3 separate regions of the Mus musculus genome follow, and regions 1 and 2 are each linked to region 3. The links are chromatin contacts, called in public HiChIP or PLAC-seq maps. All regions are on one chromosome and are shown on one strand. Each heading gives the region's core, a stretch centred on a gene start, on an enhancer-like site or on the middle of the called end of the contact. The rest is flanking DNA. Distances are from core to core; before and after follow the strand shown. Region 1 overlaps Acsf3 (acyl-CoA synthetase family member 3). Region 2 overlaps C230057M02Rik (a long non-coding RNA gene). Region 3 holds the start of Spata33 (spermatogenesis associated 33).

Region 1 (4,382 bases), core at 262-2,761, 410 kb before region 3:
ACTCTGCTCTGTGTTTGGAGGTGCTGATGCTGTGATAGCTGCTGGTCTCAGGAAAGCTGGTGTGGCACCGTGGGGTGATGCTGCACATCCTCAGGAGCCCATAGCATCCATGTTTCAAAACCCAGGTTACCATGGCAGATGAGCCATGATTCAGAAATGCAGCCTGCTGAGACTGGGGGAGAGGCAGACGTGTGTCTCAGTGTTAATAAGCTGGTGTGCTTCTAGTTCATGCCACTGGCCTGGGAATATGTATTCTTATTGTATGGAAGCTGAGATTAAGATTCATGGTGAGGCCCTGGTTAAAGATCCTCAGGCCTGCTGCCTGCCCACTGTATGAGCCAGGCAGCAATTTGCTGTGTGGGGCAGGGGGTCTTCAGGTGTCATTGTATAGCTGGCTGTGGAAGGAGCTTGGCTTCACCATGTTTGACTTCTCACTAGATCCTAAAGTCACACGTGGTAAGGTTACACTGACTGGCTTTCTAGCCACAGGAAGAATGCAGTGCTCCTGCCTAGAGCCAAGCCTTCTGTTACTGAGTTAGCTGTACGTGTTATTCTGTTCCAGTTGGATAGGACCCGTGCAGTGAGTATCATACAGGTGATGTTTACTGCCAAGCTGGGCTGCTCTGAGATGTTAGAACTCAGCAGGGTCCCTAGGGGGGTATCTGAGAGGGAAGGTGGGGTGCGGTAAAGTAGCTGCACACTGATCGATGTCAGGGATGGCACCAACACAGCTGGTGACTAGTCAGATGGCATTACTGGGATGTGAGGATTCCTGGGTGGGCAAGAGGCCTGAAATGACTGTGCTGTGGGGTTACTGCATCTGTAGAGTCCATCGACAGCAACCAGAGCCTTGACCATGGAGAGAGGTTCCTTCCAGCCCCCAGCCCTGCGCTCCATTAAAGTCCTGCTTCCTCCCAGACATCAGGTGGTAGAACCCTGGGGAGTCACACTAGAATCAAAGCCCTAACACAGCCAGATGTGATGTGTGTTCCTTTTTTGCTGCAAAGAGATGTTCCATGAGGTGGGCGTTCACTAATTGCTATTTATGAGACATTTGTTTTGCGTGGTGATTTGAGTCTGAGGTGTCTTCAGAAGGATCTGTTGGGGGGGGATGGATGACAGCGGATGGGCTTTAGAAAGTTTGTAGACCCTGAGGCCTCTGATCACATCAGTAGAACCAGCCCCTGATGGAATCTTGGCAGGATGGCATTCTGGGAGATAGAGCCAGTTTGGGGGGAACGAGTCACGAAGGGGGAGCTCTCCCAGCTCCTCCCCTCTGCTTCCTGCTCACCATAAGGTGGACAGCCCCGCTCCACTCAGCTCCCACTGGGACGGACGCCTCATCACAGGTCCAGAAGTGAGGAGCAAGGTGACCCTGGACCACGAAGCCTCGGGAACCACGAGGCAGAACAACTCCTTTGTCCTTTAGTTGTCCTCTTAGAAGCTTGTCACAGCCATGAAAAACTGACCAACACGAGGTGTTTCCAGACTTGGGTCTTGATGAGTCATTTTGATACATATTGATTTGAGGTTTTCTTCTGCAACTAAGGATCTCTGTCTCTAAGGTCAGTGCATGGGAGGAGCCTGCTGTTATGATGCAGCATATTTGAGAACTGCTCAAATGGTTCCTGGAGGGGACGGGCTGCTTCACGTGCCACCATCAACAGGTTCTGTTCCGTGTTTGGAATCTGCAGTTTTGCAATGTTAGGGGTCAAATCCAGGACCCACACCTACTCAGCAAATGCTCCACCGCTGGGCTATTGCTCCCCACAATCCTGCACATGCTAGGTTTTTATATGTGTACGGGGGTGCACATGCCATGGCATGCATGTGGAGACCAGAGGAACTCCTCAGTTGTTGTTCCTTGTCTCCATCTTGCAGGACTTTTTGTTCACTGGCATTTATAGCAAGATAGCTGGCCCTTAAGCCTGCAAGAATCCTCCTGCCCTCAACTCTCATCTTGCTGCATGCTTACATTACAGATACACATAACCACATGCTTGCATTACAGATACACATAACCACATGCTTGCATTACAGATACACATAACCACATGCTTCCATTACAGATACACACAACCACATGCTTGCATTACAGATACACACAACCACATGCTTGCATTACAGATACACATAACCACATGCTTGCATTACAGATACACACAACCACATGCTTGCATTACAGATACACATAACCACATGCTTACATTACAGATACACATAACCACATGCTTGCATTACAGATACACATAACCACAAGCTTGCATTACAGATACACATAACCACATGCTTGCATTACAGATACACATAACCACAAGCTTGCATTACAGATACACATAACCACATGCTTGCATTACAGATACACACAACCACATGCTTGCATTACAGATACACATAACCACATGCTTGCATTACAGATACACATAACCACATGCTTACATTACAGATACACATAACCACATGCTTGCATTACAGATACACATAACCACAAGCTTGCATTACAGATACACATAACCACATGCTTGCATTACAGATACACACAACCACATGCTTGCATTACAGATACACATAACCACATGCTTGCATTACAGATACACATAACCACATGCTTACATTACAGATACACATAACCACATGCTTGCATTACAGATACACATAACCACAAGCTTGCATGACAGATACACATAACCACATGCTTGCATTACAGATACACACAACCACATGCTTGCATTACAGATACACATAACCACATGCTTGCATTACAGATACACATAACCACATGCTTACATTACAGATACACATAACCACATGCTTGCATTACAGATACACATAACCACATGCTTGCATTACAGATACACACAACCACATGCTTGCATTACAGATACACATAACCACATGCTTACATTACAGATACACATAACCACATGCTTGCATTACAGATACACATAACCACATGCTTGCATTACAGATACACACAACCACATGCTTGCATTACAGATACAGATAACCACATGCTTGCATTACAGATACACACAACCACATGCTTGCATTACAGATACACATAACCACATGCTTACATTACAGATACACATAACCACATTTGGCTTTTGCATGGCAAGGGCTTATCCACTGAGCCATCTTCTCAGCCCCAAGAACCAGCTTGTCTGTATCTACAAAGAGTCATTTGGGTTCTTAATTGGAATTCAATTACACCTGTACATCACTGGGGGGCGGGAGAGAATTAACAATGACTAAGCCCCAGTCCATGAGCATGTGTGTCTTTCCGTTCACTTAGGTCTGACCTACCCTTGTTTGCGCCATCTTCAGCAATCAGGTGCTGTTTCTTTTTCTTTTTCTTTTCTTTTTTCTTTCTTTCTTTTTTTTTTTTTTCAAGACAGGGTTTCTCTGTGTAGCCCAGGCTGTCCTGGAACTCACTCTGTAGACCAGGCTGGTCTTGAATTTAGAAATCTGCCTGCCTCTGCCTCCCAAGTGCTGGGATTAAAGGCGTGCACCACCACTGCCTGGCCTTTCCTTTTCTTTACCTTCTGTTTCTGATACCCCAGTGGGTGTAAGTGCTGGTTGCTCATCGATAGTCTGTGGCAGCACAGCTAGCTCTGGGTGGGCACTGGCATCCTCTAGTAATTTGGCTAAGTTCACCCACTAGTTCAAGGACATTGTTTGACTTCAGGCTGTAATATATTAGGAATTTTCACATATGCCTCACGTTTTTTGCAAATAGCCCTTTTATTTCTTCTTTTCAAATTTTCATTCATTTCTTTTTTTTTTTTACACTATTTCCCCAGTTAGGTTTTACGTCATTGTGTCTCATAGAGGCAGGAAAATGGGCATACTTTGTGTGTGTGAATGTGTGTGTGTGTGTACTCATGTCTGTGCCCATGTGTGTGTGACACAACATACATGTTGAGGTCAGAAGACAACTTGTAGGGGTGGTTATCTCCTTCAGAGATGTGTGTGTGTGTCATGTGGGCACATCATGAGTTCTAGACCAGCCTGTCCTACAGAACAAGACCCTGGCTCAAGACAAAAAGTGGAAGGCTCATACTCTAATAGCAAGGAGAAGTGTAGACTAGCGGACATGTTCAACAGCAACACCATCGTTCACCACTGGCCTCAAGCATTACAGCCAAGGTGCAAGTGTATGTGCTGATCTTACATAGCCAGTGTATACAACATAACCACAAACAGCAGCCCCATGGTCAAGACACAGTGTCCGTGACAATGCTAGAGGAGCCACACGTTCTACTTGACATCCAGGAACTTGGTCCATTGGTTGGCCACTCTGAACCAAGCTGTTGTTCAATAGGTCTACCTATTGAAGGTTGTGATTTTCAAAGATTTCCAACTATCTGGTTTCAAAAAAG
Region 2 (4,191 bases), core at 413-2,912, 470 kb before region 3:
GTGTGGCCTGCCCGAGGGACAGGGTGTGCCCCATGCTGGTGTGGCATGAAGACGCGTGTGTTTCAGGGGTTGTTTCAGGCAGCCCCCACAAGATCTACTCCCCAGCTCATTAAGGCTCTCCCATTATTCTGACATTTGTGCACATCACGTACCGGCAAGAAGTAATTTACTTAGAAGAAATTAAAAGTTCATTTTAATTGAGCGCACACTGCAGTATGCAAATGCACAGCACATTATGTACACTGATGCAGAGACAAAGCCATCATCAGCGTTTAACCCTCTGTGTGCTGGACTCCTCTGCTCCAGGAAGGGGGCTCCAGGCCTTGGGAGGGCCTCCTCATCCACCAGCAAGAGGAATCCTCAACACTGAGAGTCTACTGAAATCTCTGGATGAAAACACTGCCTATGCACTGGGCCTGGCCTGGGGCAGGGCGGGGGAGGGCAAGACTGGAGGCTCAGCCCAATCCAGATCCAGTTCACAACCTTAACTGATGAAGTCTCAATGAGACCGTAGGTTCTGGTGGGGATAGGTGCATACACGCCTACAGGTCCAGTGCCACTGTGCAGGCTACCTCTGAGCCTGACTCGTGGTGGATAGGCAAGGTGGGGCCTGGTATCTTCCTCCTGTGAGAGAAGGGCTACAGCAACTACCATCCTCCCAGGGTCCATGTGCCTCCCAACAGCCCACAGCAGAGCTGTGGGTAATGGCCCCATAGCAGAGCCTGTGGGTAACGGCCCCCACAGCAGAGCCTGTGGGTAACGGCCCCACAGCAGAGCCTGTGGGTAACGGCCCCACAGCAGAGCCTGTGGGTAACGGCCCCCATAGCAGAGCCGGTGGGTAACGGCCCCCACAGCAGAGCTGTTCTCCTCTTTAAGGCCCAGTGCATTCCATGCACCAAGGCTGCATGCGTCCCATCCACTCACTGTGCATTAGAACTGCTTCTTTCAAGAGAAGCAGACGGTGCACTTCCTGGAGAGGTTCTGAGAGGTGGGGCTGGAGTCCTGCCCAGCTCCTGGAGTCCAGACCCTATACTGAAGGTCTTAGAAACCGGGGGGGGGGGGGTGTAAGGAGAGAGGGATGGAGGGAGGGAGAGAGAGAGAGAGAGAGAGAGAGAGAGAGAGAGAGAGAGAGAGAGAGAGGATCCCTGAGGGTCAGCCAGCCTGACCACGGGCATAACGCCTGGATGTGTGCCTAAGTCTCAGGGGTCTCCTCACCTCATCTAGGGATGGGCAATACTTGGCCCCTCGAGATTTCTGTGTGTCACAGCCCAGGCAGCAGGTGTCTGGGATGGGTCTCTGCCTTCCCACAGCTTCCCCCCCCCCTCCGCCACTCCCCTCCCTGTCCCTTTACTCTGGTTCTTCTGTATTGGGTAGCAGGGAACACCTGTTCAACTCAGCCAGCCCACACCAGGACAGAGCAGAAGGCCAACTCCCACCTGGCCTCCCTGAAGGAGTAGATTGGTCGGGGGATGGGGGCAGGGCAGGATTCCCACCGGAGCCAAGGCTGGTCCCCAGGTTGTTGTTTTCACGTTGGATTTTTGCTACCTGTCAGACCTGGGATTTTTAATGACAGTGAAATGAAGCTGCTTCACAGATGTGAGGTGACAGGCAGCTGCAGGAGGTAGACAAATTACCTCCAGACCCAGCCCACAACGCCCGCCCACGCAGCCACACAAAGGAAGCCAGCCTGCCTCACTTGGATGAGCAGAAGCAGCAGGGGGCCTGAGAAGCCAGTTCCAGCTTCCCCAAGGCTCCTGCCCTGCCACGGGCAGCGCCTGCCCCCTATACAATAAGGGCAGCCTGGCTACAGCCTTCTGGCCCTGGCCCTCAGAGTTCAAATGCACAACGAGGTTCTCTCCTAGACACAGCGGTGTCTCCTGCTCAAAGATCAGCTCCCCATCCGTTAGCCATCCGTCTCAGGAGTCCGGGATGAGCATCTGCTGCGGTGGGAGAAGGAAGAGCCCTAGAAACCCTAGGGTATGGGGTTCAGGGTCAAAAACAGAGAGCCAGAGAATCGGGAACCTCTGGGAGAGAGGGAGACCACAGACGGAAGGAAGCCGGAGAAGACAGCTGGAACCAACTTTCTCTCAGCTGGGCTTGGCTAGGTGTGAGGTGTGGAGGGAGCTCCTTCTCCTCCCCTGGAGCTCTGAGACCCTAGGTGGTTGAGAACTTTGGCGGAGAGGCCCATGGAGGGAGTCTGGACTCTAGACCTGCATTGACTGTACACCTGCCACATTGACAAAGAAGGCCTCAGACTTTAGTTCATTGGCCTCGCCTCTTCCTATACAGGAGGCCCCAGGGAGTCATGGGAGAAGAGATGAGGTCCTGGCCACAGGATTGGGGGCACAGTCTATTCCTTGCCTTTACCTAACAGAATAGTGACTGTGATCCCCAGATGGAACTGGTCCCCCAGTTACTCTCTGGACCACCTCCCTCCCCAGGTGGTAGGAGTTTACCCCTGTGCTCTCTGGGCTCTGAGGTGTGTCCCTAGGGTCTTTCAGCACTATCAGACCTTCATCCTGTAAGACTACCCCCTCCACACACGCTGGGAGAGTGTTCTGGTAGCTATGTGGCTGTATGTGAGCTACTGAATCCTGTGTGCCTTTTCTTCTGGTGTCACGGGCACACAGCTGGGCTTGCCCAAACCACAAGAGGTTCAGCCTTGCCTCCAGCCCTCTAAGTCTGTGAGGCCAGCTAAGTCGGGGTTCTGACTCCTTGTACGGGGACCAGGAGTATCTTCAACACCGTTCCTTCCTCCTGCACTGACCTGTTCGTGTGCACGGCCCCAGAAGCCCCTTCGCTCAGAGCCCCTCTGTCATGGCCAGCCGTTTTCCCCTTTCTCTGTCTCATTCCACCTTTAGTTATTCTGTCCTATCCCAAATAAGCTTCTGGAAAGCTAGTGCAGGCCTGCTCTGGGGTGTTCCTATCACCCCACTTTGTTGACCTCGGTCATGTCCCTTGAGTGGCTCGGTCTCCACTCTGCTCACTAAGACCCTGGCTCTGCAGCCAAATGATAGGGTACTTGCAGCCCTCAGACCCATCAAGCTGAACATGTGCATCATGGGCATTGGTCTCACTGGGCATGTGCCAAGTGTCAGGCGTAGGACAGGGTCCTCTGGTGTTCACCATGGGCCACAATGCACATAGATGGACCAAAGGCACCAAGAAGAATCCCATGAAGGCCAGTGATGGTGATCAGCTTACCTCTGGGTCACTGGACAGCTGATATTGCAATGAAAACTTGACTCCTGGCTTGTGACCTTCAATGCCAAGGCCATGTTGGCTCTGTGGGAACTTGCATGAAATCCATGTGGCTCTGTGGAACTTCCCTGGGGTCCACGTGACTCTGTGGGACTTGCATGGGGGTATATGTGGCTCTGTGGGACTTGCATGGAGTATATGTGGCTTTGTGGGACTTTCATGAGGTATATGTGGCTCTGTGGGACTTGTATGGGGTATATGTGTCTCTGTGGAACTTGCATGAAGTCCATGTGGCTTTGTGAAACTTCCCTGGGGTCCACATGGCTCTGTGGGACTTGCATGGGGTCCATGTGGCTCTGTAGGAACTTTTGTGAGGCCCTTGTTGTAGAGAGGACCTTAATAAGGGGACATCTTGCCGTTCATCTATTCCATGTGACCAAAAGACTTCAGCTATGGCTCCCTAGAACTCTGGATTCCAAGAGTCTTGATTTCTGTTCCTAGACCTTGGCCTTCTGTCTCCCCTGAAAGCTCAAGACCCTGGGCAGCCCTCTGCCTGACCCTTCCTGATGGACCTTAACCTGCCTCCAGCAAAGCTTTCCTGTCCTAAAGAAACAGAAACATATGAAACCCTCGTCCAGTACTCAGAACAGCCACAGCTTGGTCCTCTCTGAAGTCACCAAGCACAGCATGTACCATCATTTGTGCACGGTGGAAACACAGTCCTCCCAGTGAGCAATCACTGGACCCAGCAGCATACAGGGTAAGGGAGGTCTGGATATGCTTAGGACACACACTTGAGTCCACTATTCAGTCCTGGTCTGACACATCACAAGCCCCTAAATATGGTGGGGACAAGTGGCCCACCCCACTGTGTCTCCAATGTGCCTGTTGCCGCTTTCCTCGCAGCAGTTCCATTGGTGGAGAAGCATCCTCATTCTGCCAGAGCCAAGGAGGGTGCTACCCACTCCAGGTACCGACTCCCCAGTGAAT
Region 3 (4,732 bases), core at 1,234-3,733:
GTGCAGTCGGAAGATAGAGCCATGTTAGACACAGGCCTCCAAACCAACAGGGATCCTCACTAACTTTGTCAGGAACATAGGACAATCTCAAAGGGCTACTTTAAGGACAGACAGTGTGACGTATGCAGCTTTTGGCCATGGTCAGAGTGGAGATGGTGGCTTACAATTTATTCAACTTTACAAAACACGTGGCGTTCTTTATCTTCAGTACCAAACTTAACCCTTAATACTTCATGGTTGGTTTTGCATAGCCTTTCCTTTATCTTCCCAAAGGCAAATAGATGGAATTAGTGTGGGGGTAAGCCTGAGGTCACCGAAGAGGCTACTCCATGACAGCTGGCATTTCTAAGCCACAGCACCAGGCTCCAGCACACACTATTCCCACCTGTACTAAGCCAAAATAGGAACAACCAAACTAGCTACTCATTCAAAAACTTGGAACGGGACAGGCGGTGATGGCACACGCCTTAAATCCCAGCACTAGGGAGGCAGAGGCAGGCAGATTTCTGCGTTTCAGGCCAGCCTGGTCTACAGAGTGAGTTCCAGGACAGCCAGGGCTACACAGAGAAACCCTGTCTTGAAAAACAAAAACAAAAACAAAAAAGAAACAAAAACTTGGGACAGGCAAATTCAATTTCTTATGTTTGCTGTTTTGAGACAGGATTCCCACTCAGACTCACTAAGTAGCCGAGGCTGGGGACACTTTGACCTCTTGACCCTTCTGCCTACCTCCTGAGGGCTGGCATTACAGTTGGAACCACCGCACACCGCATCGGTAACTGGCTCCGTTCCTGAATCTGCAGAGTGCTGTCATACTTAATTTCTAAAGCCTTACCCTAGCAGTCCAGACTCAGGGCACTGAGGGTCTGTGGATGCAGACAGGGCCTGGCAGAGACCTGCCGGGCTGCAATCACCTCTGTGCATCTCTCACCACTCAGGGTAGGCTGACCATGACACAGTGACTGGAGGAACAGTGTCACCTAGGTATGGTCCAGCCATTTCACTAGTTTTAGGACACTGGCCAAATCGCCCCCATTTTAGCCCGTACTTTCATGTAGACTCTAGAGGGACTGGACTCTGAAAATCGGGAGAACCCTGTTGTGAGCTGCAGAGTGAACTGTAATGTCAGACAAGGGTCCATCTTCTTCCCAAGGGACAGTCTAGGATTCTTTTTTGCTTGTTTGTTTTTGTTTTGTTTTTCGAGACAGGGTTTCTCTGTATAGCCCTGGCTATCCTGGAACTCACTTTGTAGACCAGGCTGGATTAAAGGCGTACGCTACCACGCCTGGCTCAGTCTAGGATTCTTACGTCTTCTACAACAATGACACAGTACTTTAGCTTTCTACATTTCAGAAAGCAGTTTAAAAACAAAACAAAACCTCCATTACAGCCCTAGGCGGTGGCACAGACCTTTAATCCCAGCAGTGGGGAGGCAGAAGTAGGCAGATCTCTGAGTTCAAGGGCAGCTTGGTGTATACAGTAAGTTCTAGGCCAGCCAAGGCTACATAGAGAAGCAGTCTCATACAAACAAAAACTCTATGATACTAGCCCATAAAACCTATTATGAGTTCCTTGGGAGTCTAGAGGTTGGAGCCACGGCAGGTCGAAGTGACTCGTGACTCATACTGCTACGGGTGGTTCCCTTCCAACCTGTTAACCTAAGGTTAACCGGGCCCTCCTACTAGGAGGGAACCCAAAATCCTACTGTTTGGCACTTGAACTCCTTTGTATCTTAATTACTATTTCTCTGGGTACTTTTCTGGTGCCTTCTGACCACACTCCGTTGTCCCCAAACAGAAACAAAACAAACAGGGAGAGTGGCTAGTGGAAGTGGCCTGGATCGGGGGTCGGGTGTAGGATCATTTGGACAAGATTCAGGGTTTGGATCCCGGGCGTGGGGTGCAGGCCTGGGGAGATCTGGTAAAGAAACAAGACCCAGGGGTAAGAGCTGGCTGGGGGTCTGGAATCAAGAATCGGGAGCTGGCTTCTGCTGGGTTGTGCGATCGAGGCCCAGGAGAGGGTTTCAGCTAGGATGTCAGGGTTCAGGCACCGGGTCGGGTCCTGGTGGCTACACGGGCTGCAGGCCCCAGGGCAGGTCCTAGTCGGAGGTCTCGAGCCCAGTGAGCTGGGGGCGGGTCCCGGTCCGAATACAGGGTATAGACTATGGGTCCCAGGCCCGGGGGGATAGAGTCTGGGGCTGAAGCCCGGGGCGGGTCCGGCTGGGTTATGGGGCTGAGGCGAGACGTCCGCAGACTCCCGCTCCGACCCCGAAGTGGATGACAGCCCCTTACCGTCCATGGCCGGTCGGGCTAGCACAGCCCTCGGGGCGGCGCAGGGGACGCGATGTTACGGACCCGCTGTCTCCGCGAGGGCTTCCGGGGTCGCCACCGCTTCCGGTCGCGCGGCCGGCTGTCGCGAGAAGATAGCTCCGGGGCGGGGCTTGGGCGGGGCCTGGGCGGGGCTCAGGCACGGCTCGCGCGGCACGCGGTTGCCATGGTAATGAGCTCCCGGAGCCTAGTGTGGGTTTTGTGAGTCGGTCGGGTTAACCGGCCCCGAGGCCGCCCGGCTGGAGCGGCGGGGTCACCTATGGGCCAGTCGAAAAGCAAACCCAGAGAGAAGAAAGGTAAAGGGCGCCGCCTGGCGGCGAGGCCCGCCCTCCGTGCGGGCGTCCGCGGGCTGTAGGTCTAACGGCTTGTCCGTCCGTGTGTTTCAGAGGAGGAGAAGAGCACTACCACTTTAGTTACAAAGTCTAAGGAGAAAGTAATGGAGAAGGAGGCCAAGCAGTCTGACAAGGAGTCGCAGCCTGCCGAAAGCCTGTTGTTCGCGACATCCAAGCACTCAAGGCCGTCGTCTTCGTCTGAAGGTAGGGAGATCCAGAGGAGACCGGCCGCGGCAAGGCAGCAGGGATGGGACCTCTTTCTAAGGATGATGACCCGGGAGGTAAATATTACAGGGTTCTCGGTGCAGGGAAGGTGAGCGAGAGCACTGCCCTTGGCTCTAGGCTAGGCTATAACAGGGATTTCAAGGGCATCTTGTATATCTGGAGACCCTGTTTCAGAAGGAAAAAAGAAATTGAGACGAAACTTGAGCGATCCATAAAGTGTTCCCCAAAGAGGGTTAGTAGGGTGCTCTCTGGTCCCACAGTGATCCCTTCAACATGTTACAGCTTGGAGCAGAATTCTCCTCGGGTGATTGGCCAGGCTGCTGTGTGACTGACTCCTGAGCGGAGAGGGCTTGGTGTCCCTCAGCCTGGCCACAAAGATGGGAGGGCGTCTCAAGGTAGAAAGGACCGTGAGTGGGACAAAAGTGTTTCTTTTCACACCCAGCATTTGGCAGACACCAGAAACTGCTGCGAATTCCACTTTTCCCCGAGGCAGACGTTTGGCCTGTTTCTACCTTTTATAGTAGCTTGGTATGGCCACACAGAAGGAAACGTACAGAGCCTTCCGACACTGTGACACCCCCCCCCCCCCCATTGTCAGAAATAGAACTGTTGCAGGTTTAAAACAAGGAAGGCATTAGGAATTGGATGCTTTGTCTTTCTGGTTCCAGAATGGAGGCCTGTATGAAAAACAGAGCCCTAGGAGGACCTACCCCAGGCTCACTGCCGGAATCTGGTGGAAGCCAGAGGCGCAGTAGCCGAGGACAGTTGAGAAGGATTGGAGGTAGAAAGCACAGACCCTCCTCTCATTTGAGAAAGAGGTTGAGGCACCCATGGGTCTTGGGGAGGCAGTTTGAAATCCAGGTGCTGGGACTGGATTTCTGAGGTCTGACCTTGAAGCTTAGGGGCCCCTCATCTGAGGCTAGAAGGCTACACAGAGGCTGCAGACCTAGGGAGGCTTGTGATGTGATATCTGTCGATCAGGGCGCTTTTAGCTGATGACAGAAAAGCCAACTAAACAAGATTTTGTCACCCTGTGGTTTGATGTCTCACCAAAGATGGGTCAGAGATGGCGACCACCACCACCATGCCTGGCATCGGCATCGAGGACTCTGTGCTCCATTGTGTCGCTTTCAACCTCAGGAATGTCTTCCTTCACAGTGCCAAGGGATCTGGAAGGCTGCAGCCTCACAGGCACACAGACCATGCTGACCCTTAAGAGATGTGGGGCCTTGCTTGCTATTGGCAAGGAAGCCTTTCTGAGATAGGCTTCATCTGCCCAGCCTCTCTAAGATGGCTCCAGCTCTACAAGTTTGTAAGGCATCAGGGTAGACAAGGCCTTTGCCAGCGAGGAACTCCCCATTTGAAGGCCACCGGTGACACCTGTCATACAGCGTCAACATCTGGAGGAAATGCAGGTGGACATGAAGAGAAAACCAAGTGAGTCTGGTGTCAAGAAAAGATGATGGAGCAGGCTCAGCAGTCACAGGAACAAAGCCACTGACACATGCGACCCTGGAGGGAGCCTCAGAGCATGAGGTCTGAGGAAGCCAGGTGTAAATGTCCGTGTATGTTATGACCTCCTTTCTAGGAAGGCCTTGAACTCACAGTCCCTTTACTGCAACTCCCCAGGTGCTGGGCCCACGTTCATTTGGAAAGGATTCTAAAACCGCACAGGCTAGGCATGGAGTTATAGTGCCAGCTACTCAGGAGACTGAGGCAGGAGGATCATGTGAGCCCAACTTGGGCAACATTGTGAGACCCTGTGTTTTCAAAGCCCTAGGGAGAGTGTCTACCATACAAGAAGCACAAAGGTGTGGGTTCCTTCACCAGCGCCCCATAAAGCAGACA

The links. HiChIP or PLAC-seq counts read pairs in DNA pulled down with a chosen protein or histone mark.
Region 1: an HNF4G HiChIP or PLAC-seq map of pancreatic cancer cells shows a contact between it and region 3. The contact joins the enhancer-like site here to the promoter of Spata33 in region 3. A contact is called at or near these places in 8 of 115 datasets of contacts at active chromatin or transcription factors (the NIH/3T3 cell line, bone marrow-derived macrophages, embryonic limb bud and 3 more) and 1 of 9 other capture datasets (adipose tissue).
Region 2: an H3K4me3 HiChIP or PLAC-seq map of bone marrow-derived macrophages shows a contact between it and region 3, with 6 times the contacts expected there. The contact joins the enhancer-like site here to the promoter of Spata33 in region 3. A contact is called at or near these places in 1 of 15 datasets of contacts at CTCF or cohesin (large pre-B cells), 3 of 115 datasets of contacts at active chromatin or transcription factors (bone marrow-derived macrophages, large pre-B cells and pro-B cells) and 1 of 9 other capture datasets (embryonic stem cells).

Annotation. Positions count from the first base shown.
Region 1 is chr8:122,798,045-122,802,426 of GRCm38.p6, forward strand. All of the region lies in intron 6 of Acsf3 (acyl-CoA synthetase family member 3), which reads left to right. Among named protein-coding and RNA genes, the nearest start is that of Gm35466, 23 kb to the right of the region's middle. Within about 2 kb of position 1,512, at least 2 of the 459 cell types and tissues checked have an H3K27ac peak or open chromatin away from gene starts, as enhancers often do. A contact at or near this core is called in pancreatic cancer cells, where this site is marked.
Region 2 is chr8:122,737,854-122,742,044 of GRCm38.p6, forward strand. C230057M02Rik (a long non-coding RNA gene) reads right to left here. Exons shown (of 4, transcript XR_001778694.1): 2 at 1-1,040. Among named protein-coding and RNA genes, the nearest start is that of C230057M02Rik, 13 kb to the right of the region's middle. Within about 2 kb of position 1,663, at least 49 of the 459 cell types and tissues checked have an H3K27ac peak or open chromatin away from gene starts, as enhancers often do. A contact at or near this core is called in pro-B cells, where this site is marked.
Region 3 is chr8:123,210,375-123,215,106 of GRCm38.p6, forward strand. It overlaps Spata33 (spermatogenesis associated 33), which reads left to right and starts at 2,484. Exons shown (of 3, transcript NM_177279.4): 1 at 2,484-2,623; 2 at 2,714-2,863. The coding sequence starts at 2,587. It overlaps Chmp1a (charged multivesicular body protein 1A), which reads right to left and starts at 2,414. Exons shown (of 7, transcript NM_145606.3): 1 at 2,292-2,414. The coding sequence starts at 2,298.